Regions from separate parts of the Sus scrofa genome. Here all the other regions are linked to region 2. A link is a contact called in public Hi-C and HiChIP or PLAC-seq data. All regions are on one chromosome and are shown on one strand. The core of a region is the stretch at or near the end of the contact, and the rest is flanking DNA. Distances in the headings are between cores, read along the strand shown. Region 1 holds the start of TET2 (methylcytosine dioxygenase TET2). Region 2 has its middle 140 kb from the start of PPA2. Region 3 overlaps LOC110262179 (a long non-coding RNA gene).

Region 1 (2,700 bases), core at 163-2,662, 160 kb before region 2:
GAAATTTGCATTGTAAAGCAAGCTGCTGTTGCCAACTCTTTAAAGGACAGAGCATACAGGAAGCTGCCTCCACCCTAACAGGCTTAGAGACTGAGCAACTAAGTTAGACATCAGGTGCCCAGGCCAATCAAGTCAAATTTCTAACACAAAATAGCATGTCGTGGAACCTGTTCTATTTGTCTCCCCCCGCCCTTCACCCCCAATAAGAAAGCAAAGATTTTTCTGTGTAGGAGCAGTACTGGTCTTTCTAGTTGGAGGAAAAGTGGTAAGGAATTTGGTAACAATTTACTGTTGTTAAAACAACAAATTATCTTTTAAAAATAGATTATCCACACCTATAGGAGGAGGAATCTCTAGAATGCACAAAATAAAAGCTGGCTCTGAATTACCCATCCAAATGTGCACTGAAGTGCAGCAAACAACTGATCATGTGCAACTACAGCTTTTCTTTCCCAGAAATAGCAACTAAGAAAGAACTTTTTAAAAATCAAAAATATATAATTTCACTAAAATGTTTTACACTTGGAGACTATTAGAATTTTATTTATTTATTTTGCTGTGGAAAAGTCACAATAACCAACAGGAGTAATGCATTTTCTTTTAAATTAGCAGATGTCATGGTGGTTAAGGGTGGGGTGGAGGTTCAGAGAAAGAAGTTGGCAAGAAAAGGTTCAGGGCCTGTTGCAAAATCAACTGCTAGCCAAGTGTGATTCCAGCTATATGGGAACTACCTGTTACAACAGAAAGAAGGGTCTAAAAGATGAAATGAGAAGGGAGTGAGCTTAAGCATCATTTTCCCAATTATCTTGTAAATAGCTAAGGGAACACGTAGGTGTTTCTATCAAACACACGTGAATACAATATTTGCTACATGTACTTTAAGAAGACAATGATATAATTACTTGTATACTGCTAGTGAATCAAGGAAAACCCCTGAAAATAGATGGCTTATGATTGGTAATAGTAATAACTACCTGGGCACTTACCAGTTGTTTTATTTAATCCTCACAACCACACTGTTTCAGAGGGTGTTTAACAGATGAGGAAACTGATACACAAAACAGCTAAGTAGAATGTTCAAGGTCACACATTTAGTAAGGGGTGGAGTCAAGATTCATCTAGGTCTGTCAGACTCCAAAGTCCACGTGGTCCCAATTCTGCTGTACCATGCACTATACGAATGTACATCATAGTCTTTGAAAACTTTACTTTTTGAACTTGAAAAACAAATTACAAGGCACCTCCTAAACAGTTTAAAGCCTCCTAGCAGTTGCCAAGACTTCAATGACGTATTAGTGTGCAGTTAGAAAAGACAGAAATTCATTTTACATGCTTAGGGAAACAAACAGTTTTGCTTAGACTAGTGCGAAATCAAAAATCTAAGTCAATTTGTCTCAAAATGGAATAAACAATGTTTCACTAGAACCTACTTTAAACACTTTTCTCGTAACAACATAACACATTAGAGTTCCTTTTTTTCCAGCCCTTTTCAAAGAGGAAATATTCTAATTTCCTAAAATTAGAGAAAGACTTCACTTCTAAAAAAAATTATGGACAAAAAAGTGAACGACACAGAATAACGTGTGTTGACTTAAGAGTATCATGATCACAATGTAGCGATCCCGTAAAAGATGTGCCCCAAATATGTATTTGAAATTTGATAAAAGTGAGAACTTCTTAAAGGTAGAGAGCAAATCTCAAAAACTGATATAACGATTCACGTGGGCTTTGTTCTTTGTCTCATCGTCACATTAAACATATGATTGTGCGGAAAAGCATTAAAAGAGAAGTAAAAACGACTAGGCGATAGAAAAGAAAAACTGTCAATGAATGCGAGCAGTTGTAGACTACGAACGTCAGGAGAAATCGAGTGATCGCCTTTTGGAGGTTAGTTGTTTATGGGTCGATTTCTTCATTTCTTAATTATGAGACTGAATTTTTTCTTTTTCCAAAATAGATGCTCTTAAGCACTTGAAAGTGCAGGTTTATTTCTTACAAACTGAATCAAGCGAGATGTAGATAGTCGCTGCTTAGAAAGCCCTCTTGGATCTGCGTGAATCCTTCCCAGCCCACGTGGCCAAAGTAAACAGAAGGTGGGCCGGGGCGGGGAGAAGCGGGCCTCGGTCAATTTCCTAATTTGTCGAGTCTTTAAAACTACAGACCCCTAAAGCACTAAGGGCATGCCCTCGAAGAAACTCGGGAGTGCTTCTGCTGAGCGAGATTAAAGGGACTGTGTAGAGAGGATGCCAAAGCGGGGGCGAAGAGGGGCTGGTGGACCTACCAGGGGGTGGGGTGCGGGCTCGAGCGGGCAGACCTGGGTGCGCGCTGGGGTGCGTGAGGGCATACCTGCCAGGAGGTGGGAGTCAGGGAGGGTGCCAGGCAGCAGGGGGGTGTGCACCTAGTCTAAGGGGGCGGAGGGGAACGGCACCAACAAAAAGTTTCAAAGGTTAAGCTAGGGTCTTGCATCCTCGTGCCAGGGACACATGCCGCCTCCCCCTTTGCGCCTGCCTGGAGCCTTCACCCGGGTAGAGACCTATCCGAGGGTCCCCGGGGAACCCCGGGTCTGACGGCGGCGTCGTCCGGAGGCCGGACGTTCCCTGGAGCCCGCGCGCTCCTCAGAGCGCAGCGCTTCGCCGGCTCGCTCCCCAGTCCCGGCCTCGACCGCGCGCCCCCACGTTCGGCTCCAGGTGCCGCCGGCTT
Region 2 (2,700 bases), core at 108-2,607:
TATTGAACACTGGTCATGTGCCAGGTCCTGTTCTAGATACTGGGGATGTGACGGTTTAAAAACCAAAATAAAAACCTCTGTATTTTCTATGACACTCCCATCAAGCAGTCAGGAATTCTGGAGTAACTGGAGCCTGAAATCAACCTCCACTGTGTGGTGGAGCTGCCAGCTCTGCACTGCCAAGCATTTGGAGAGGAGATATCCCAAATAATGGCCCTCGATGTCAATTCAAATGAGCATCTGTAAACATGCTAGACATTGTGGAAGAACCACAGAGAGACCTGGAAGCAAGGTTAAATATGACTCAGTCCCAGCCCCTACAAGATTCCTAAAAGTACAACTGCAGGCAGAGAACATGTGTTCAAGGACCACTCAGGTGCTTATGGATGGTGTGACTCTGATGGCCAATCACAGTACTTTCAGATCAAGGTATAGAGTTTTCCAGAGGCTATGCTTTCCTCTCCCAGGTAGGCTGTGATGTTACCTATATATTTGCAGCTTAGGAAGTTATAAGCTTAGTAAGGATATTAATAATCACATTTATAGAAAACTTTACTACGGGCCAAAGATTGATCTAAGTGCCTTACGTGGATGAACTTTCCCAATCCCCATAATCACCACTTAAGGGATGTCCTATTATTATCTCCATCTTCAAGTTGAGCAAACCAAGACACAGAATTGAAATAATTCCCTCCAGATCACAGAGCTAACAAGTGGCTCTCGAGCCTGGTTGAAAGTAAGGCGGGTGTGAGGAATTCTTTTTAATCTGGGCGGGAGGAGCGCTGGCTGACCACTCAGAACCCTCAGAGGCCCAGTAGGTCAGCGCTTTGCCCAGCCGTCCAGTTTTTAATAGAGCTCCCAGGTGGCCACATGTATAATTAGACCGTCGTCGGAGTTCTGCGGGTTGCGTCTGGGCTCCATTAATGAACTGGCTAGGACACACGGCCCCTGATTTCTTTGTTCCCTGGCAGAGGGATCTGGGTCAGGAAGAAAGGGTGAGGGGAAGGGAAAGACCAAAATGGCCTCAAGTCCAGTGACACAGCTTAGGATGCTGAGTATACAACCCATCTGCATTATAACCCCCGGTAGGGCTGTGCCTGCCTCTGACTCTCTGCAAAGAGTCAGCGGAAAACATGACACCGTGAGGCGGTGTCAGAGTACCTGGGCTCCGGCTCCATTCAGCGCCTCCGGCTCTGCACGGCAGAAGCAGAACCGCGTGGGTGTAGGTGGGTGTGTGTCTGGTTCCAAGCACACGCCAGCCGCTGATGTCACAGAGCCTCGCCTACCCCGTGGCATATTAAACAGCGGTGAATCACTCGCTCTCATGGTAACCATTCACAACCAGAACGGCCGAGGAGGGAAAACCCCCAGGGCTGCACAGAATGACACTCTGCAACGGAAGGACCGAACGACGCCCAGAAGCTGCTCACTGACTCTAACCATGAGCTCTTTCAGAGAAGAGAGGGCTGTTCAGCTCTTCTGAGTCACCATGACTGTGAGCCATCTGGAAACAGAAAGAGTGACTCAAGAGAGCACTACCTGTCCTGGAAATGGGGTCACAGAGCCGGCGGTGGGGGAAGGGGGCTGAAGGCAGGAAGAGCAAGAGATGAGAATCACGTTTCCTCAAAGCTGATGCTCTTCTCAATTCGTTTTGATGACAGCAGTCCTTGCAGAAGGCCGGCGACTCCAACGTAGCAGAGGTCCGTCCGCCTCCGAGCTTCGGAGAGACGGAGCCCGGAAATGAAAGAACTTGACGTTACAGTTGAGCGTGTACAGCAGTCACATTTGATCGTCAGAGACAGGAAAAATGATCTGGGCTAGACCAGAAAAATCCTCCGCCTACTTTCTCTTTTAAATCATATTCCTGGATTTAATATACCAATTACAGCTGCCAGGACTAATGAGGCAACTGGGAGGGAGGAAGCAGTGTGGGAAGAGACGAGATGGGGGCAGGGGGGAGCTCCTTTACCCACTGGGAAGCCAAGAAGTTAAAAATTTCCTAGTCGGGAAAGGGAGCTGGTCCTAATTTCCTCCCTCCCTCCCTCCCTCCTTCTCTCTGACGTGCTCCTCTGTAAGGAAATATTTTTTTAGGTCCGACTTGGCCAGTCAAAGAGCTGTCGAAGAAACCACCTCTTTGGTACGGATTAGCCCCCCCTCCCCCTCCCCCCGGAAAATGTCACTTAATGGTCTTCTTGGGACACAGGGGAGAGGCTAACTTGCTATATGAGGATGAGCCTAGTCTCAAAAAAAAAAAAAAAGACCAGAAGTTTTTCAGTCAGGCAGACCTGGGTTCAAACTCTGGTTCTGCCATGTCTGAACCCGAACAAGTCCTAACCTTTCTGAGCCCTATTGTCTGTCCTCCATCTGAAAAAAAAGGAGTGTGATGATGGTTATCTTGCAGATCAGTTCACAGAATTAAATGAGATGATGTGTACGAAGCGCAACACAGTGTTTCTGATTTTAAAAGTTTCTTTTTCAAGGCCAAAGAAAGCCGCCTCCGCCTTTCCTTCCCTGACCTGCTTTCCACACCACTTAAGAATATTCAGAAGCCGATGGAAAGTTTAATCTAGACAATACATTCACATTTTGTGTGCGTTTCTGGTTTATCTTTTTGCCCCGCTAGGAAAAATTAAATGTAATCACGGCGGGAAGAGAGGTGGTGGCGAACACTTAGGTTCCCACATGTAGGGTCAGTTCTGG
Region 3 (2,700 bases), core at 9-2,508, 240 kb before region 2:
AAAAAAGGAGTTCCCATTGTGGCTCAGTGGTAAGGAAGCCCACTACTATCCACAAGGATGCGGGTTCTATCCTGGCCTAACTCAGTGGGTTAAGTATCCAGCATTGCCATAAGCTGTGGTGTAGGTCAAAGAAACAACTCAAATCCTGCATTGCTGGGGCTGTGGGGGGAAGCTGCAGCTCCAATTCCACCCCTAGCCTGGAAACTTACATATGCCACACACACAAAAAAAAAAAAAAAGGAAAAGAAAGAAAAGAAAACTCATGTTCTCACCAATGATTCTTTCACTACTGCCATTGTCTTTCCCATAAAAGTCTGAGACCCAGCAACATATAGCCACTCCTCCTGGTTCTTGTAAGTCTCTGTTTCACCAAAAGGTCTTAATCACCCAAACTTAACCATTTTATCACTTCACCACAAGAAAGAAAGAGGATGGAACTTTCAGAAGTCAATACAGAAGAAATGGAAACTGTGAAGTTAGACAAAGCCCTAAGAGAGGGACTAAGGATGACCTATGAGCACAGTGGGTAATGGTGGTCCAGTTGCTGGAGACCAGAGACCCTTTAGAGCAGCTCACTTGAAGGACATGCTCTTTCTGTGCTGACTCTAGAGTGAGGTCTACCCATGGGGTGGTGGTGGTGTGATTTGTGTTATATGGAGCATAGTTGTCAAAGAAATAAAGTTTTTTTCAGCCTTATAGGTCTCAACAATCCCCCCCTCCCAAAAAAAGAAAAATCAAATAACGAAACTTAAACACATGTACATGGCATTTGGCATCATGTCACAGAAAGATTTTTGCATCACTGAACAGGTAGTTGCTGACTTGAAATGGGATTTCTCTTCCGCACTGGGAACAGCAGACACATGACAATAGAAGGAGAAAATAAGCATATCCCTCACAGACTCTTTTCTTTGTTTTATTCATTCAGGAGTTTCATGTTCTAGGGAGCATTTGCCTTGCTTCTGTTCTGTTCCGGGGCCTATCCTGTTTCCATACCCAGATGAAGTATTCCTGGAATTTAAGGTGTCATTTTACCAGCCTAACCACAAGCTCTGCATTGTTTCCTCTGCTCCACTCTCACCCTTAACAATACCTCTTCCTCAATACTAAATGCAGTGTCTAGGACCCAGAGAAGGATACTGAGTCCTCTGCCCCTGCATATCTTCAAAAAAAAGTAAGACCAGCAGAGCAGTAAAGTGACAGGCCCATTGTTTGAGCCCAGTGCCGGGACTTCCCCTTTTGTAGAAGCTGAGTCACATTTTTCCTGTTGTCAACTTGAAGCCTGTCCGTTGATGTACGATAGGGCTATCTTGCTGATGTAGAAAGCCAGGCAGACAGATTTCCCTGCATTTGTTTGCCTTACCTTGGACCCTTACCAATTAGAAACTGTCCACTGGCCAAAGGAGATAAGACACGGTTTATTAAAGCTCAGATACTAGACTGAATGAACTAATTTCTGACAATTTTCTTCTGTGAATGCACCATCCGAGGTTTCTGCCTTGTGCAATCTTACTGATTTTGACACACGTCTTTTGGGATGTATATGTGTGTTTTATTTTTGATATCTGTTCAGTTGACACATGCTTTCAGACCACACATATCTTTGATTGGCTGGCAAATTGTGAAAACAGGAAGTCAAAGGATGGAATCAACTGTGAAACAAGCATAAAAAGTGAAGTTTTCTACTTAAGTGCCAAGATGGGAATGCTGTTAGGAGAAACAAACAAACAAAAATGAAATGATAATATCAGTATAATTCTAACAGGAAGAATGAGCATCCAGAATGCTCTAATTATCATATTTTCAGGGCCTTAGAACCAACGAAACCGTTACAAATCTTAATCCACACTATTGTTGCTAGACATGATAATATCTCCAAAATTAGGCAAGGGGTGTGATAATGACATTTGCTGGCTGGGAAATATTTGCGATAATATTTTTTGTCTGAAAATCACTATCTCTGTTGAGCTTAAAAGAAAAAAAATTTATTTTCTAATTTAATCCTTTCATTTATTTGGCAAATATCTATTGAGTTCTTACTCTAGGACAGGATTTGGGGGGAGGTCATAGAACTTTCTCTTTTTGCGTATAAGTTTTTGCACAGAATTTTCTTGTAGTTCTTCAAAGTTGCCAAGCATCAGTCCTCCTGTAATATTATTCTTCTATGGTGCATTCTCAAAATGAAGGGTTTTTGTTTGTTTTTTTTTAATCACTAGTGTAAAGACTAAAAGATATCCTCAGGAGTTCCCATCATGGTGCATTGGAAACAAATCCAACTAGAAACCATGACGTTGCAGGTTCGATCCCTGGCCTCTCTCAATGGGTTAAGGATCCAGCATTGCCATGAGCTGTGGTGTAGCTCACAGACGCGGCTCAGATCTGGCATGGTAGTGGCTGTGGCTGTGGCCATGCCTGTGGCTGTGGATGGCAGCTGTAGCTCTGATTCGACCCCTAGCCTGGGAATCTCCATATGCCGTGAGTGCCTCCCTAAAAAGCAAAAAAAAAAAAAAAAAGATATCCTCAAATCAGTGTTTGAGGAACTCAGGCAAATATTAGAGTGAAAGGAATGAGGCAATTTTTAGACAAATACCAGACCTACTACTTCACTAGTATGTAATGAGCCTATGAAATTTATTATTGTATAATTTCAGAAACGTAAATAGATTTTTTACACGTTTGAGTACATTTTGAGCTAGGACT

Evidence for each region. A called contact is a pair of places that touch in the nucleus more often than the background predicts. HiChIP or PLAC-seq counts read pairs in DNA pulled down with a chosen protein or histone mark.
Region 1: a contact with region 2 is called in a Hi-C map of embryonic fibroblasts, with 2.5 times the contacts expected there. The contact joins the promoter of TET2 here to the enhancer-like site in region 2. A contact is called at or near these places in 5 of 47 Hi-C or Micro-C datasets (embryonic fibroblasts, fibroblasts, skeletal muscle and 1 more) and 1 of 2 datasets of contacts at active chromatin or transcription factors (alveolar macrophages).
Region 3: a contact with region 2 is called in an H3K27ac HiChIP or PLAC-seq map of alveolar macrophages. The contact joins two enhancer-like sites. A contact is called at or near these places in 1 of 47 Hi-C or Micro-C datasets (fibroblasts) and 1 of 2 datasets of contacts at active chromatin or transcription factors (alveolar macrophages).

The regions. Positions count from the first base shown.
Region 1 is chr8:116,545,688-116,548,387 of Sscrofa11.1, reverse strand. It overlaps TET2 (methylcytosine dioxygenase TET2), which reads left to right and starts at 1,412. Exons shown (of 11, transcript XM_013978993.2): 1 at 1,412-1,887.
Region 2 is chr8:116,385,133-116,387,832 of Sscrofa11.1, reverse strand. No RefSeq gene overlaps it. Among named protein-coding and RNA genes, the nearest start is that of PPA2, 140 kb to the right of the region's middle. Within about 2 kb of position 1,357, at least 47 of the 83 cell types and tissues checked have an H3K27ac peak or open chromatin away from gene starts, as enhancers often do. A contact at or near this core is called in alveolar macrophages, embryonic fibroblasts, skeletal muscle and 1 more, where this site is marked.
Region 3 is chr8:116,620,434-116,623,133 of Sscrofa11.1, reverse strand. All of the region lies in intron 4 of LOC110262179 (a long non-coding RNA gene), which reads right to left. Among named protein-coding and RNA genes, the nearest start is that of TET2, 75 kb to the right of the region's middle. Within about 2 kb of position 1,258, at least 23 of the 83 cell types and tissues checked have an H3K27ac peak or open chromatin away from gene starts, as enhancers often do. A contact at or near this core is called in alveolar macrophages, where this site is marked.